3 separate regions of the Zea mays genome follow, and regions 1 and 2 are each linked to region 3. The links are chromatin contacts, called in public Hi-C maps. All regions are on one chromosome and are shown on one strand. The core of a region is the stretch at or near the end of the contact, and the rest is flanking DNA. Distances in the headings are between cores, read along the strand shown. Region 1 holds the start of LOC100381666. Region 2 holds the start of LOC100279259. Region 3 holds the start of LOC100277394 (what's this factor1).

What was found. A called contact is a pair of places that touch in the nucleus more often than the background predicts.
Region 1: a Hi-C map of bundle sheath shows a contact between it and region 3, with 6 times the contacts expected there. The contact joins the promoter of LOC100381666 here to the promoter of LOC100277394 in region 3. A contact is called at or near these places in 8 of 25 Hi-C or Micro-C datasets (bundle sheath, ear, endosperm and 2 more).
Region 2: a contact with region 3 is called in a Hi-C map of ear, with 2.1 times the contacts expected there. The contact joins the promoter of LOC100279259 here to the promoter of LOC100277394 in region 3.

What each region holds. Positions count from the first base shown.
Region 1 is chr8:73,966,676-73,971,082 of Zm-B73-REFERENCE-NAM-5.0, reverse strand. LOC100381666 reads left to right here and starts at 2,252. Exons shown (of 3, transcript NM_001174481.1): 1 at 2,252-2,980; 2 at 3,817-3,922; 3 at 4,016-4,407. The coding sequence starts at 2,279. The coding sequence ends at 4,335. LOC100276053 reads left to right here. Exons shown (of 4, transcript NM_001149937.2): 4 at 1-38.
Region 2 is chr8:73,305,488-73,310,119 of Zm-B73-REFERENCE-NAM-5.0, reverse strand. It overlaps LOC100279259, which reads left to right and starts at 3,016. Exons shown (of 8, transcript NM_001350282.1): 1 at 3,016-3,636; 2 at 3,780-3,902. The coding sequence starts at 3,242. It overlaps LOC111590017 (small nucleolar RNA Z247), which reads right to left and starts at 28; the gene lies at 1-28.
Region 3 is chr8:73,627,099-73,631,897 of Zm-B73-REFERENCE-NAM-5.0, reverse strand. It overlaps LOC100277394 (what's this factor1), which reads right to left and starts at 2,764. Exons shown (of 1, transcript NM_001150962.3): 1 at 1,130-2,764. The coding sequence starts at 2,690. The coding sequence ends at 1,194.

The DNA of each region.
Region 1 (4,407 bases), core at 1,003-3,502, 340 kb before region 3:
GAGTAACTGGCAGCTATTGAATATAGTTATTGGACTTCCGACCCGTCTATGCTTTAACCCATAAACGCGAAAATGAAATACACATATGGGCTGAACCTCCACCCTTACATGGGCCCTAGCCCGTCATCTCGACGTCATAATATATACTTATTGTATCTCACAGCTGCAATTTCTGTACAATTTGGAAACGGAAGCGTCGTGTCGTTTTGGGTCACTGGACGGTAGCGGTGCAAACAGCCAACGTTGCAAGTTGCAACAAGTTCATCACGTACGGGCCGGCCCTGGGCGCCGCCGGAAGAACCGCTGGCCAGGCAAAGCCGGAGGTACACTGCTGCTGCGTGACACGTCCGTCCCATGACGTGCCGACGGACGCCGAGCGAAACGAGGCCTCCCCTGCCACTGCGTGCGTGCATGTCGTGCGAGGCAGGGTGCATTTGCGGTTTTTTCGTGTGCAAGCGTGACAAGCTGACGAGTGACAGACGACGACGGACGCTGGAACCTGGCCCGCTCACGTCTGGAGTACTCTCCTATCCCATCGACGCCCCCACCCGTGTCCGTGTCACCAGCTGACCTACAAGGCTGAAAGCGACCGGAGCCAGGCAGCGATGGCCGTGCCGACTGGGTGACACGGGACAAACACTAGTATACTCATAGCGACGGACGGAGTATAACATATGCATGCATCCAGCGACAGGATGAAAGGAATGCTCCCACCCCCGCATGTGGCCCCCCATGCCGGCGCACGCACGCAACAGAACATGATGGCGCGCGCGGCGGCACAAGGATTTTCAAACACCCCGAAACGGCGGCAGCGACCATGCGCATGCGGCGCCCGCCCTCGCCCTCCCTCCTGCCTCGCGGGTCGTCCGCTACAGCCTGCCTGCACCTGCACAGCGAGCTCGCTGAAAGTACAGTACATGGTCATGGTACCAGCAGCCGCGCCGTGGCAGCGTCCGGGCGCCTCGATGCCCGCGCGAGCGACCGAGCGCCTGCCGCCTGCGCTGGACCGGACGCGTGGTGACGGGTGAGCAGGGAGCGCTTGGGAAGACATGCAGCAGGCATGGCGACCGAGGACAGGACGCGAGAGCGTGGACGGGCCGTCCGCCTGCGCCACCCGCCCACCCCTACGGCGCTCCGCAACCGGTGGTGCCGCTGCCGCGCGGCGGCGTAGGCCCTCCACGTCGCGGCGCGCTCATAGCGTAGGTCGCGCGTGCAGTGCGTGCCGTGTCCGTCCGGGAGCGGCGCCGCCGCCGGGGCCCGCGTCCGCGTCCTCGTCCGCCTCTGCCACTCAAACGGCGTAAGTAGTACATGACTACAGGAGTCGTCGGACGCGGCGGGGTCAGTGTCAGTCACGCGTGGAGCGTGGCGCGCTGGCGACGGGACTGCGCCACGCGTCCCTCCCCGGCCCACCTTGCAACGCAAGCCTTTGTTTAAACTTCACAATGTGTCAGTATGTCACTGCTGTCTGTCTGCTGCTGTCCTACTACTGCATTCGGTGATTCGGTCGACGAAACGCCGGAAAACGCTACAGGTTTGGCTTTGGCTTCGGCTTCTTAAAAATAATGATAAATCCAGAGCTTTTATTTATCCACAGAAAACGGCTTCGGCGTCACTATCTCTGTCTTGATTTTTAGTTTTGATAGAGCTTTTGATTGAACTGGTGGGAAAAAAAAACCGGAACCAAAACGTTACGTGCTGTTCTTCGTTGGTTCTGTTCCGTGGGTCAACAAGGACGTAACTAGCAGTAGAAGAATCCGCTTTCTTGCACGGAAAAAAAAAGGCAGTGGCCCTCGCGTCCTAACATTTGTCCCTGGGACACAGTCGCATCGCGCGGCGTGCCCCACGTCCTCCTTTCCTCGGCCCTCCTCCACGTAGCCCCCCGGGCGGGGCCCAACGCGCGACCCGGTGGTCCAGCCGCTCCGATCCTCCCCGTGCACGCGCCCCACCCAACGCCAGAGTCACTGCGCGCAGGGGCCCGCTCGCGCGAGCCACGCGCGCGGCGCGCCGCGGTCCATGCGCCGGGCGCACAGGATATTTTCGCCGCGGGAGCCCAGGCGGGCGCATCGGGCGCGCCCACGCCACGCGCCCCCGGCGATCTCGCCCGTCCACGTCCCCGCGGCGCTGGCGCGCGCCCAGCCGCTCGCGCGGGATCCGACGGCCTCCGCCGCGTCTCCCCGTCCTCCTCGGCCTGCGGTCGTTTTTAAACCCCGGCTCGACCCCACGCGTCGCCGGCCTCGTTTCTTCGCCGTCGCTTTGCGAGTGTGGACGGGACGGATACATGAGGGAGAACGGCGCCGCCAGGGACGAGGGCCCCGCCTTGTGCAAGGCCGCTGCGGCGGACGGGGGCGGGGATGTGGGCGCCGCCTCCGCCCGCCGCCGCCGCCGGCTCGGGCGTGCCACGGAGGGGCCTGCTCCGACGAAGAGAATCCGGTCGGGGTCGCAGAGGTCGCCGTACGACTCGTCTCTGGAGACGGCGACGGACGGCTGCTGCTGGCCGGCGCGCCTATCGCATGGCGCCGTGTCGGTGATCGGGCGGCGGAGGGAGATGGAGGACGCGTTCGCCGTCGCGCTCTCGTTCCTGGCCTCGGAGGCGGTGGGCGGCGAGCAGGAGCAGGAGCTGGACTTCTTCGCCGTGTACGATGGCCACGGCGGTGCAAGGGTGGCGGAGGCGTGCCGGGAGCGGATGCACGTGGTGCTGGCCGAGGAGGTCGGCCTGCGCCGCCGCCGCAGCGGCAGCGACGACCTGCGCTGGGAGGAGGCCATGGCGGCCAGCTTCGCCCGAGTGGACGGCGAGGTGACCGGCGGCTTGTCGTCCCCGCACCATGACGACGCCGGCAGCAGCTTGCCCTACCGCACCGTCGGGTCCACCGCCGTCGTCGCCGTCGTGGGCCGGCGCCGCATCGTCGTCGGCAACTGTGGCGACTCCCGCGCCGTGCTCTCACGCGGCGGCGTCGCGGTGCCTCTCTCCAGCGATCACAAGGTACGTACGTCGCACGGGAGGCGACTACGAATGCATAATAATAAATTAAAACACGGCTGCTGTCGTCTGGGTTATTGTTTAATCTGCAAGAGTGATCTGCGCCCGAGCAAGAAGCGTCATTCACCCATCAGATCTAATTTTCTAACCCCGCACGACACAGTACAGGATTTTAGCAGTCTCCCGAATGTTCCGTCAAGGCTCAACCACCACGACGACTTCCATCGTCGCGTATCGGTCAGTGTCACACTGTTTCAGTGCCCGTTGGCGAATTTCGCTGCCGGCCCGGCCCGGCCCGAGTTGGTCGCAGTTGTTGGGTGGTACCGTTCCATGCTCATGAGATGGGACGACACGTAGGTGATCTCCCTGGCCCTGGGGGAAGAAAAGCTGAAGCTGGCTGGTGAGTAGTGTGGTGCCGCAGCACTGCTGGTCCTCGACGCTAGTAGTAGGTTCCGTCGCCTTGCCCCATGGGTCGGGTCTCTCCTCTCCATCCCAGTGGACTGGTCGGTGTTGTTTCTGGCATAGTGTGCTCGGTTTGAGGAGCAGCGTGCGCCAACTATTCCGGCAGCTATAAATTGTAGGCGATGGGATTACTGCTACGAATGCTACCTTTCTAGCTGTGACCGATTAGGCCAGGTATATGTTCCCTTCTTTTTAGTTGCGACCTACATACCTGCTGGTTTAGGCTGTTCCGAAGGAGATGTTCTGTTTAATTAGCGCAAGAACACTCTAGTACGCAAGCTCTGGCTCTGCTGAGCGCCAGCATTCCTACCTCACTCTATATTTCAAAACCTCACTCTACAAAGCTGGCCTAACTAATGGTCGTTCTGATTGTGCAGCCGGACCGTCCGGACGAGATGCAGAGGGTGGAAGCAGCCGGCGGCAGAGTCGTCAACTGGAACGGCTACCGCGTGCTGGGAGTCCTGGCAACCTCCAGGTCCATCGGTAAGAAGAAGAGAAGACCCATCATCTCCTTCCATGATCCATCCCGTTTTCATATATGCCATACCGTACTCAGCGTCGCTGCCATTGCTCCAGGCGACTACTACCTGAAGCCGTACGTGAGCGCGGAGCCGGAGGTGACGGTGGTGGAGCGGACGGAGCGGGACGAGTTCCTCATCCTGGCCAGCGACGGGCTGTGGGACGTGGTCTCCAACGAGGCGGCGTGCAAGATCGCCAGGAGCTGCCTGAGCGGGCGCGCGGCCTCCAGGTTCCCCGGGTCCGTGGCCGGCCGCACCGCCGCGGACGCCGCCGCGCTGCTCGCGGAGCTGGCCTTGTCCCGCGGCAGCAGGGACAACATCAGCGTCGTCGTGGTCGAGCTGCGGCGGCTCCAGACGGACCAGATGACGAGGGTTTAGTTTGCTGAGACTGAGTTGAGTTGAGTTGAGAGCGTACCGAGTAGTAGATGATGATGACATTGTTAAGTATTT
Region 2 (4,632 bases), core at 1,767-4,266, 320 kb after region 3:
AGGAGATGAGTTTTTCATCATCAAGTGCTTTGCCTGCAGCTGCTAATTCATCAACATACACTTTCATCTTACTGACGTATTCATCGATGCTCATGGTCCCCTTCATCGTGGTAGCTAGGGCAATATGTGTGTTCACTACACGCGCCCTGGTTTGTGACGCACAAAGTTCCTCTAGTGCCTTCCAGAGAGACACCGAGGTGTTGTAGTGAGAGACCTGCTTCATCATCTCCTTAGAGAGCGAGTTGACGATGTAGCCAAAAACTTGTTGGTCTTGTGCTAGCCAGGTTGCATAAGCCGGATTTGGCTCCTTGTCCTTGTCGGTACCCTCGATCGCCATGGTCGGGGCAGCTTTGGATCCATAGATCAGCCCAGTAAGCTGGGCGTCGCGGATGGCAGGCAATACCTGCAGCTTCCATAGGGTATAGTTGTTCTCGGTCAATTTCTGTGTCACGGGATGGCCTAGCACCGAGGTCAGGAGACCACCCGCGACGAGGTTCGTCGCCATGGCGATTATTCTTGGCAGTGGATAGAGGTTGCCTCTGGTACCATGTGATAATTTGTTGGAAGGGTATTCACCTCCGTGGAGGCTGCGTGTGTTAATATTGGAAGAAAGAGTCTCTTGCCATGGCATACAATCGTGATCCGAGATTTGTTGAGAGAGCATCCTTGAATACAGGGATAACTACAGCCTAAATCTTCAAGGATGCAATCCACCACAAATCTCGGTCAAGTTTGTTACAATGTGACTTGCACATACATGCATCTATCTATCTATTTCACATCTGGGGTTGGCATTTGGTTGTCAGTGAGCCGGTACTTGGTAGGTAGCATATTGTCACACTTATTATAACTGGTCAATCGAAAATAACACGATTTTTGAGAAATGTTTTTTCTGTGATGGTGGTGGTGATCAACGTTCCAACACCTCCCTTGTGTTGCCACCATCGACCCATCCCCCTCCTATCTCCTCCTCGTTACCGTAGCGTACGAGGAGTCAGTACGAATAAGCCGGTATCGATTAAAGCTGTCTATTTAGACTGCTGTAGCTATAATTCATAGAGATAAAAACATTATAAAAGCAATAGAAGCCAGTACGGATTAAAGCCAAACGGACAGGCTAGTAAACGTGCATCGTAATTGATCTATGGTGATAACCATCTTGTGTATGTCTAGAACTAGGAATTGCTATATGGTAATAACCATCTTGTGTATGATTAGGACAAGGAAAGGTGGAGATATATTCTAATACATGCATATCTACCATAATAAAGAGTTATATTCTAACAGACACAACCATCAATATCCTACCAAAAGATGATATTATATTGCTTTAGAAACTTCAAAATGGGTATAGGTGCTGCACACTACAAATTTGGTCCATCCTTCATTGTTCTGATGGAGTCGGTAAATGGGCCGAATTTTTTATATTTTAGCCCTTCCTCGGAAAAAAATTCACGTTTGGACCTTAGAAAATTTTAATATCATTTTTGGACCCTTTGCTCGGCGCCATAGCCAATGGCGCCGAGGTAACACAGCTCGGCGCCATAGTCTATGGCGCCGAGGTGCGTGCTACGCTGGCCCAACCTGAACGACGTGGCACCAACGTGGTACCGAGCTCGGCGCCAAGATCTATGGCGCCGAGCTCGGATATGTAACAGCAAAGTATGTCTAGCTCAGTCGGTAGAGTGCAAGACTTTTAACTTTGAGGTTGTGGGTTCAAGCTCCATCGTGGACGTATTTTTTTTATCACTAATTTGTTTTTTGTTGTCTATATTTTTCGTTTATGTCGCTGATTTGTCCGTCCAGATTTATTTTTCATCTAGTTTTTTTGTTTTTGTGACCGATTTATTTATTCATCTAGATATTTTTTGTTTTTGTTTATTCAAACTGCGTGACGCAAGTACCATGCACATAAGTAACCCACCCTATGGAAGTACAAAGTACTTTATAAAATCATCAAGTCACTGTTTATTTATACCTTGTATATTTATATTTTGGACTCTAATTATAATCTTTTTGTTTATTAAGTATATTTATATTTTGGACTCTAAAACTCCAATAATCTAATGTATTCGAAATTATACTTTTTAATATTAATTAAAATTTATCATTGTACATCACTACTAATGTAAGATTAACACAATCATTTGTTTATGATATAAATATTTTTAACATTTTAAATGGTGTACTTCAGTTTTTAGTATATTATTTAATGTTTAAAATCACTTGTAATTAGCGAGAGGACGGAATCAAGCTTAAGCATGTGGGGTTTACAATGCACCAAGGGCTAGACGGATTATTCAGTACTATTAAACAAAATGTAATAAACAAATCAGTCGCAAAAGCAAAAACAAATCAAGATGAGAAATAAATTTGGACGGACAAATCAGCGGCATAAACGAAAAAAACCACGATGCACCATAGCTAAACCGGTGGTCGCTAACCAATGTAAGTACGTTTCCTTAAGCTTAATAAACGAAAAAAATATGGACGGATAAACAAATCAGTCACAAAAACAAAAAATCTGGATAAGAAATAAATCTAGACGGACAAATCAGCGACATAAATGAAAAATCTGGACAACAAAAAAAATCAGTGTCAAAGACAAAAAAAAGTATGAAAACATGCCTATCATGGGGCTTGAACCCACAACCACAAGGTTAAAAACCTTGAGCTCTACCAACTGAACTAGACATGTTTTGTGTACATAACAGAGCTCGGCGCCAAGATCTATGGCGCCGAGCTCGGTTCCATGTCGGTGCCACGTCGGTGCCACGACGTCCGTTTGTGCCAGCGTAACACGCACCTCGGCGCCATAGCCTATGGCGCCGAGCTGTGTTACCTCGGCGCCATTGGCTATGGCGCCGAGCAAAGGGTCCAAAAATGACATTAAAATGTTTTAAGGTCTAAACGTGAATTTTTTTCCAAAAAATGGCTAAAATATAAAAAATTCGGGCCTCGCGAAGCATCCACCAATGGCATGGAATGGCATGACATGGCACTGCATTGGGGAAGCTCCGTTCTGTTCCGCCCCGCCCCGCCCCGAAGCAGCGCGAAACGACACACGCGAGCTATCCCGACAGTAGGAAGCGAGACGGGGCCAGTAGGAAGCGCCAAGCAGCAACGCAGCGCATCCACTCGTCATCGGCAAACCAACACCCCCGGCCCGGCCGCGGGCGGCTGCGCTCACACTCCACTCCCCTGACGGCCTGACCCCGCGCGCACAAGCAACAGCAGCCCGATGGCCGCACCGTCCTCCGCCGCCACAGCCTGCTTCGTCTCCCCGCTCCCGCCGCCTCGCCGCCCGCGTCATTTCCTCAGGCACCTCGCGCGCGCCGCCGCCGCCGAGCCCACGCCCGCCTCCGCCTCCTCGTTCGCCCTCCCGTCGCCATGGCCGTGGGCGCGGCGGCTCCGCGACCTGGTCCCCGCCGAGGCCGCGGGCCGGCTGCTGTCGTCGGCCGCGGGCTCCCTCATCGTCGCGCTCGCCTCCGCGTCGCTCGTCCTCGGCGACGCCGGCGCGGCCTCCGCGTTCGTCGTATCCACGCCGCGGAAGCTGCAGGCGGACGAGCTCGCCACCGTGCGCCTCTTCCAGGAGAACACACCCTCCGTCGTCTACATCACCAACCTCGCCGTCAGGTGGGCCTCCCCGCCCCGGTTCCGTGCCTGCCACTCCCGGCTCCCGTCCAGTGAGCCGTTGTGTGTCGGGAGCCCTCACTTCATCCCGATTGCAGTCAGAGGCTGGATGAGGCTCTAATCTCTTCCGCATGCTGCGTGTGTAGGCAGGACGCGTTCACGCTCGACGTGCTCGAGGTGCCGCAGGGGTCCGGGTCCGGCTTTGTCTGGGATAAGAGCGGCCACATCGTCACCAATTTCCATGTCATCCGTGGCGCGTCAGACCTTAGGTTGGTCGGGACTCCGGAGGGCTTCATGCTTTCCTTCTACGTTTTCTTAGCCGTTTGGTTGTGCTCAAATCGAAGCTTGTCGATTCTTGTATTAATGGTTAGGGTCGCTGGTGTTTCATTAAAATATGGTCTAGCCTTCCAATAATTTCAAGTGGACAGAGCGGGGAGAAAGGAGTTGTGGTGCTTCAATGTGTTGTTGGTAAGCTGGGGCAAAGCAGTTACTGATCGGCCCCAGCAAACTACAAACAGGGCCCATTAGTAATGCTTCATTGTCAATTTGGCTCTCCCTACAAGACCTAGTCGGAGCAAAATTAGTATGTCCAAAAGGGCTTATATTTTAGTGCAGCAGAAGCAACATGACACTTGTTCTACAGCTTCACTATCTGGCTGTTAGAAGTTATGGGATGCATCTGCATTACCGAAAGGTTTAGAAAAGATACTGCTTGCTCTACAAGTTCCTTGCATCCCAATTTCGAGTAGTAAATACCTAATGCTACACTTGGATATTTCAATGCAAAAGATCTAATTATTCAAGTTAACAACGCAGAATGTTCTTATTTATGCTAACCAAATCTTTGTGTGGTAATGCTCTGCGGTTGTGCCCGTCTCACTGCTAATGTCTAATGATCTCGACTGGGATCAGACACAATTGTAAAACATCCATACATGTTTCTTTCTTTTTTTCAATGGCTTTTGTATGTTGATGATGCCTAGATATGTATAGTGGCAA
Region 3 (4,799 bases), core at 1,515-4,014:
ACGAAACTGTGTGTCAATGGTATACTGTAGGCCCCTAATGTTCTGGCTGCCTGCCTGTCCAGACAGACAGACAGGTGATGGAAGTGGAAGATATGTCTCAACTTATATGAATGAGAAAGGCCAGAAATCAGCTTTGGCAAAAAAAATAAAAAAAAAATGGCATAGATATTGCACGACAAGAGTAAACTGGACTAATGCTTCCTTGAGTGTCAGCAGTGTCACTTAAATCCCTATGAGTTCATTTTGGATATCCCATTCCCAGTTTCCTGCCTCCACCTTCTTGTTGTGCACTCAACTTAAACAACCGACAGATCATTAGGTCAAGGGGTGAAATGGAAAGAGAGAAAAAAAATGACAATGCTCTTGGTTCCAGTGGCTGTTACTTACTAAGAAAAATGTATGTCTCGGAAACAAAAAATAAAGTATAGGCATGGTTGTGCTGTTCCAAAGTTATTTGCCATGCAGACCACTGGGGGAAAAAAATCAAATTACTACGCTTGGGGGAATAAATAATTGGAGGCTGTCGTTCTGGACATCTTCACCAAGAATGGATAGAGACAATAATTCTGTTTCTGTGTTCTTTCCCTCGTTTTTTATGATCACCAGCAATAGCAACTGAGCTGAAAACTTTGTAAGAACTGGCTGGCTGTAGAGGTCAGAACTATTCCTTTTTTTCCCTAAAAAAGCATGACTTCATAGCAACTGGATTTTTTTTTTCATGAAAAAACGGGTCAAGATGTCCAACAAAGATGCTAGATATTCATGCATAGCCTACTGATACACTATCCTGACATATAGTTCAGTGCATACTTCGGGGTGTTTGGTTTATAGGGACTAATTTTTAGTCCCTCTATTTTATTCCATTTTAGTCTATAAATTGCCAAATATGAGAACTAAACTAGATAACTGTTACTACAATTCAAAACTAAGAAACACCAACCGCGTTGATTATGCACATTTATATGAAATATAGGCTTACGAATCTGTATGCCTTTAACATTCACTAGAGGATTGTGCTTGTATAGTGACTTTTTAGCATTGCCATGTGGGTTCCTCGAAGGGTGATGTGCTTGGTGACAGGAATCAGCAGGGCGACTCAAAAGACAAAGGGCTTTGCAACTAGATACTATGATAAAAGAACTAAGATTATAGATTAACGATTCTATCAATCAGAAGTTCAAAAACACCTCAATTTACCACCGTTCCCTTGGTCTGCCATCAGGAAATACAGGAACAGGTGCGCTGCCGTTGGCAGAACCATCAGCAATTTTCATGGCGACCTTGACTTCGTCGTCTCCAAAGTCTGGCGGTGAGTCATCGTTCTCACCAAACCAGCCATCACCCCACTCGTAGTCAGCATCCGATTTGCCACCAGAAAGCTCACTAATCAGATCTTCCATATCAGAGAGCCCCTCATCTTCATCGTCGTATTCCTCGTCACTCACTTGGTCCCGCGACTGCAATGATCCATTCATTCCCTCAGCCTCCTCGCCAGTCCCAACTGCGGCCCTTCTGGGGAAGCGTGGTACGGCCACAAGAGCCCTCATTTTCTCCTTAAGTAGCACCAGCTGGTTCTTCTCGACCAGCTGCGAGTCCTTGTACGCCTCACGGAGGAAGACCGAGTCCCTATCCCCTTTGAACGATACGTAAAACATGTCCGGGTGACGAATGATCATGCCGCGCAGGGACTGCGAGAACCTGAACTCCTCCCTGAAGTGCGTGAGGTGGTCCACCAACGTGCGCTTCTCCACCGTTAAGCTAAGAATTTCATGAACCACTCCACAAGCGTGCTTTTCCTTCTCGTCTGATCCGGAGCGCAGGTGCGAGAAGTCGGCATATGGGGAAATGTAGGGCATCTCCTTGAACCGCGCAATCCTCCTGGCCTCCCCCCGCGTCAATTTGAGGCCCTTGGGGAGCCTGACACGGTTGAACTTGAGTGGGCGGTCGATGATGAGGTTCCTCTCCTCAGCTTCCCTCGCCCGGCTCTCCTCCTCGGCGAGCTCCGCCGCGGAGACGGCGAGCTCGGGGTCCCAGTGCGTGAGCTCCAGCGCCGGGCCCCGGTCCATCCGGACGACGCGGAAGTACTGCGGGTACCTGAGGCAGACGGTGTCGCGGAACTCGGGCGGGAGGCCGAGGTCGTGCTTGAGGTGCGCGACCTTCTCGATGAGGATGCGCTTCTCCTGCGACATCATGAGCAGCTTGCGGAGCTTGGCGACGGCGAGGCCCTCGGACTCGTTCCTGAGGCGGAGCTCGTCGAGGTAGAGGCGCTCGGCGGCCGGCGTGAGGCGGAAGCGGAGGGAGTAGACGCCCTCCTCGACGACGTCGAAGACGCCCGGGAAGCGCCTGAGGAGCGCGATGAGGCGGCGCTTGCGGGTGAGGCCGAGGTCGCGGCGGAAGCGGCCGAGCTCGCGGAGGCTCATCACGCGGTCGGGCTGCGCCACCAGGATGTTGCGCAGCTTGAGCACCAGCTTGAGCTTCTTGTCCCGCTGGATCACGGTGTCGAAGGGGGCCTCCTTGCGGCGCTTCACGGCGGCCTGCGCCACCACCGCCGCGGGCCGCGGGCGGAGGCGCAGCGGGAACGGCGGCGGCCGCGGCGGCGGCGGGAGCGGGGCGCCAAGGAAGAGCGACTTGGGGGACCTGGTGGCCGCGGCCGGCGCGAAGGGGAAGGGGAGCAGCAGCTTGGCGTCCATTTCCGCCGTCGCCGCGTTGGGGGGGAGTGGTAGGCTGGTAGGGATAAACCTCTGCTGCTCCGCTTGATGGGTTTGGATATTTTTGTTTTTTTTTTTGGTGGGTTCAGTTCTGGGTGGCGATTGGCGATATTTCGTTGAGGATGTGGGCTCGGCCTTTGAAGTACTTGGGCCTTCCTTGAGGTCCATGTTATGGGCCGGACCGGTTGCTGGTTTCCCTCTCGTGTCTGCTAAGGGCATGTACAATGAGTGTCTTAAGTTGTGTTTTAGAGTGTGTCTAGGGGGGTGAATGTAAAAAAACTCAAGACATGTATCTTGACGAAGACACAGTGTCTTAGCTCTATGTTCGAGATAGGAGGCTAGCTGATTGGTCACTTTAATTTATTGAATGCTCTGATTGGTACAATGAATATGGTAAGACACACGTTTTAGACACGACCACTGTATTATGTTGTGTTTTAGCTGTGTCTTATACTTGGAGTACCGTGCAGCCGTATCTGGGTTGTACATGCCCTAAAGATTGCAAGCACATGATGATTGATTTACATGCGCTTGAACTGAACAACTGCAGTGCGGCCACCAAGGCGAAGGCACCAAATCACGATGCAAAACGATAAGACCGGCCGGCGACCTTACCGAGAACGGAGGTGGCATCACGGGAAGGTCTCATACTCTCGTTGCCCTCCATGCCAAGAAGGCGGACATGTTTTCTTCGTATATTAATACTAGATGAATACTCGTACGTTGCTATAGAATGAACATCTTTCTCTTGCAGCTGTAGCATCGCAAAACAATCTCTATCTCTCTTTGCCTCTTGTTGTGACTGCTATTGCTACAATAGTAATAGCGGACAAAATAAAGTGGGCAACAACAAGAGAGAAAACGACAACTCTCCACAACTGTCAAGTAAGTTTTACAAAGAATCAATGTTGAGCTTATCTAAGGACTCAATGCCATCAAGCATGGGCCAATTTTACATCATATTCGTTCTGTATTGTATAACAAAGAAATGAGACAATCAAAACTATAAGATGGTCTATGGAATGTATGCAATGAGCTTGTCAACATGAAGAACCAAATTATAAATGTATGGGGCATTGCAGCTCGAGGTTGAAGCATCGAGATAACAAAGTGGCATATCAGGATAAGGAGGTTTGGGTCCTGCTAGCCACTTCAACTTCCCGTTGACAATGTCAAGTTGCAGACTTCCTCCAGATTCATCAAAAGCATACTGAAATAGTGAAATTGAAAGTCGCCTAGAGGGGGTGGATAGGCGAAACCTGAAATTTATAATTTTAAATCCAACTAGATCCCTTGATTAGTGGTTAGAACAAGATACACAATTATCGGAGTATAAAAACTAAGTCATTTGCTTGTAAAGAGTATTGCTTTCAAATAATGCGGAATTGATAAATCAATACAATTAATAAGTCTATGAGAATAAAGCAAGAGGACTTAGATAAGAAGAGCAATAACACAAGTTCTTTCTTGCAAGGTGTTGCTTCACTAAATGAGAATTTAATTTGAAGCAACATCAAATAATGCTAGCAAAGAATATTGCAAGGAAAACTTAGTATGAGGGAAAGCAAACAAATCACAAGAAATGAACACAAGAGACACGGGTGATTTGTTTTACCGAGGTTCGGCCCTCGAAGGCCTAGTCCCCGTTGAGGAGTCCACTAAGAACGGGTCTCTTTCAACACTTTCCCTCTCTCCACCGATCACCAAAGACCGGCGAGCTCTTCTTCTTCTCAAGGATCACTTAAGACCCTGCAAGGATCACCACACTCTTTGGTGTCTCTTGCTAGCTTTACAAACCTCCAAAACTTTGGAGGAAGTTCAATGAGAGTCAAAACTCCACGCGCAAATGAACACAAGATGTAGCACACACTTTCTCTCAATGAATCTCACAAGGCACTAGCCCTAAACTCAAACGAGTAGCTCTCTCTTGCTTGCTCTCTCTTTTGTGGCACTTGTGTTGGTTGTAGTGGTCTAAATCTCGTGTATAGGATGGATCAATGAATAGAGGTGGTTGGGAGGGCTTGAATATGTCAACTATATGACTTGGAATGTTGCTTGGGCTCCCACACTTTGAAGTGGCCAGTTGGGGTG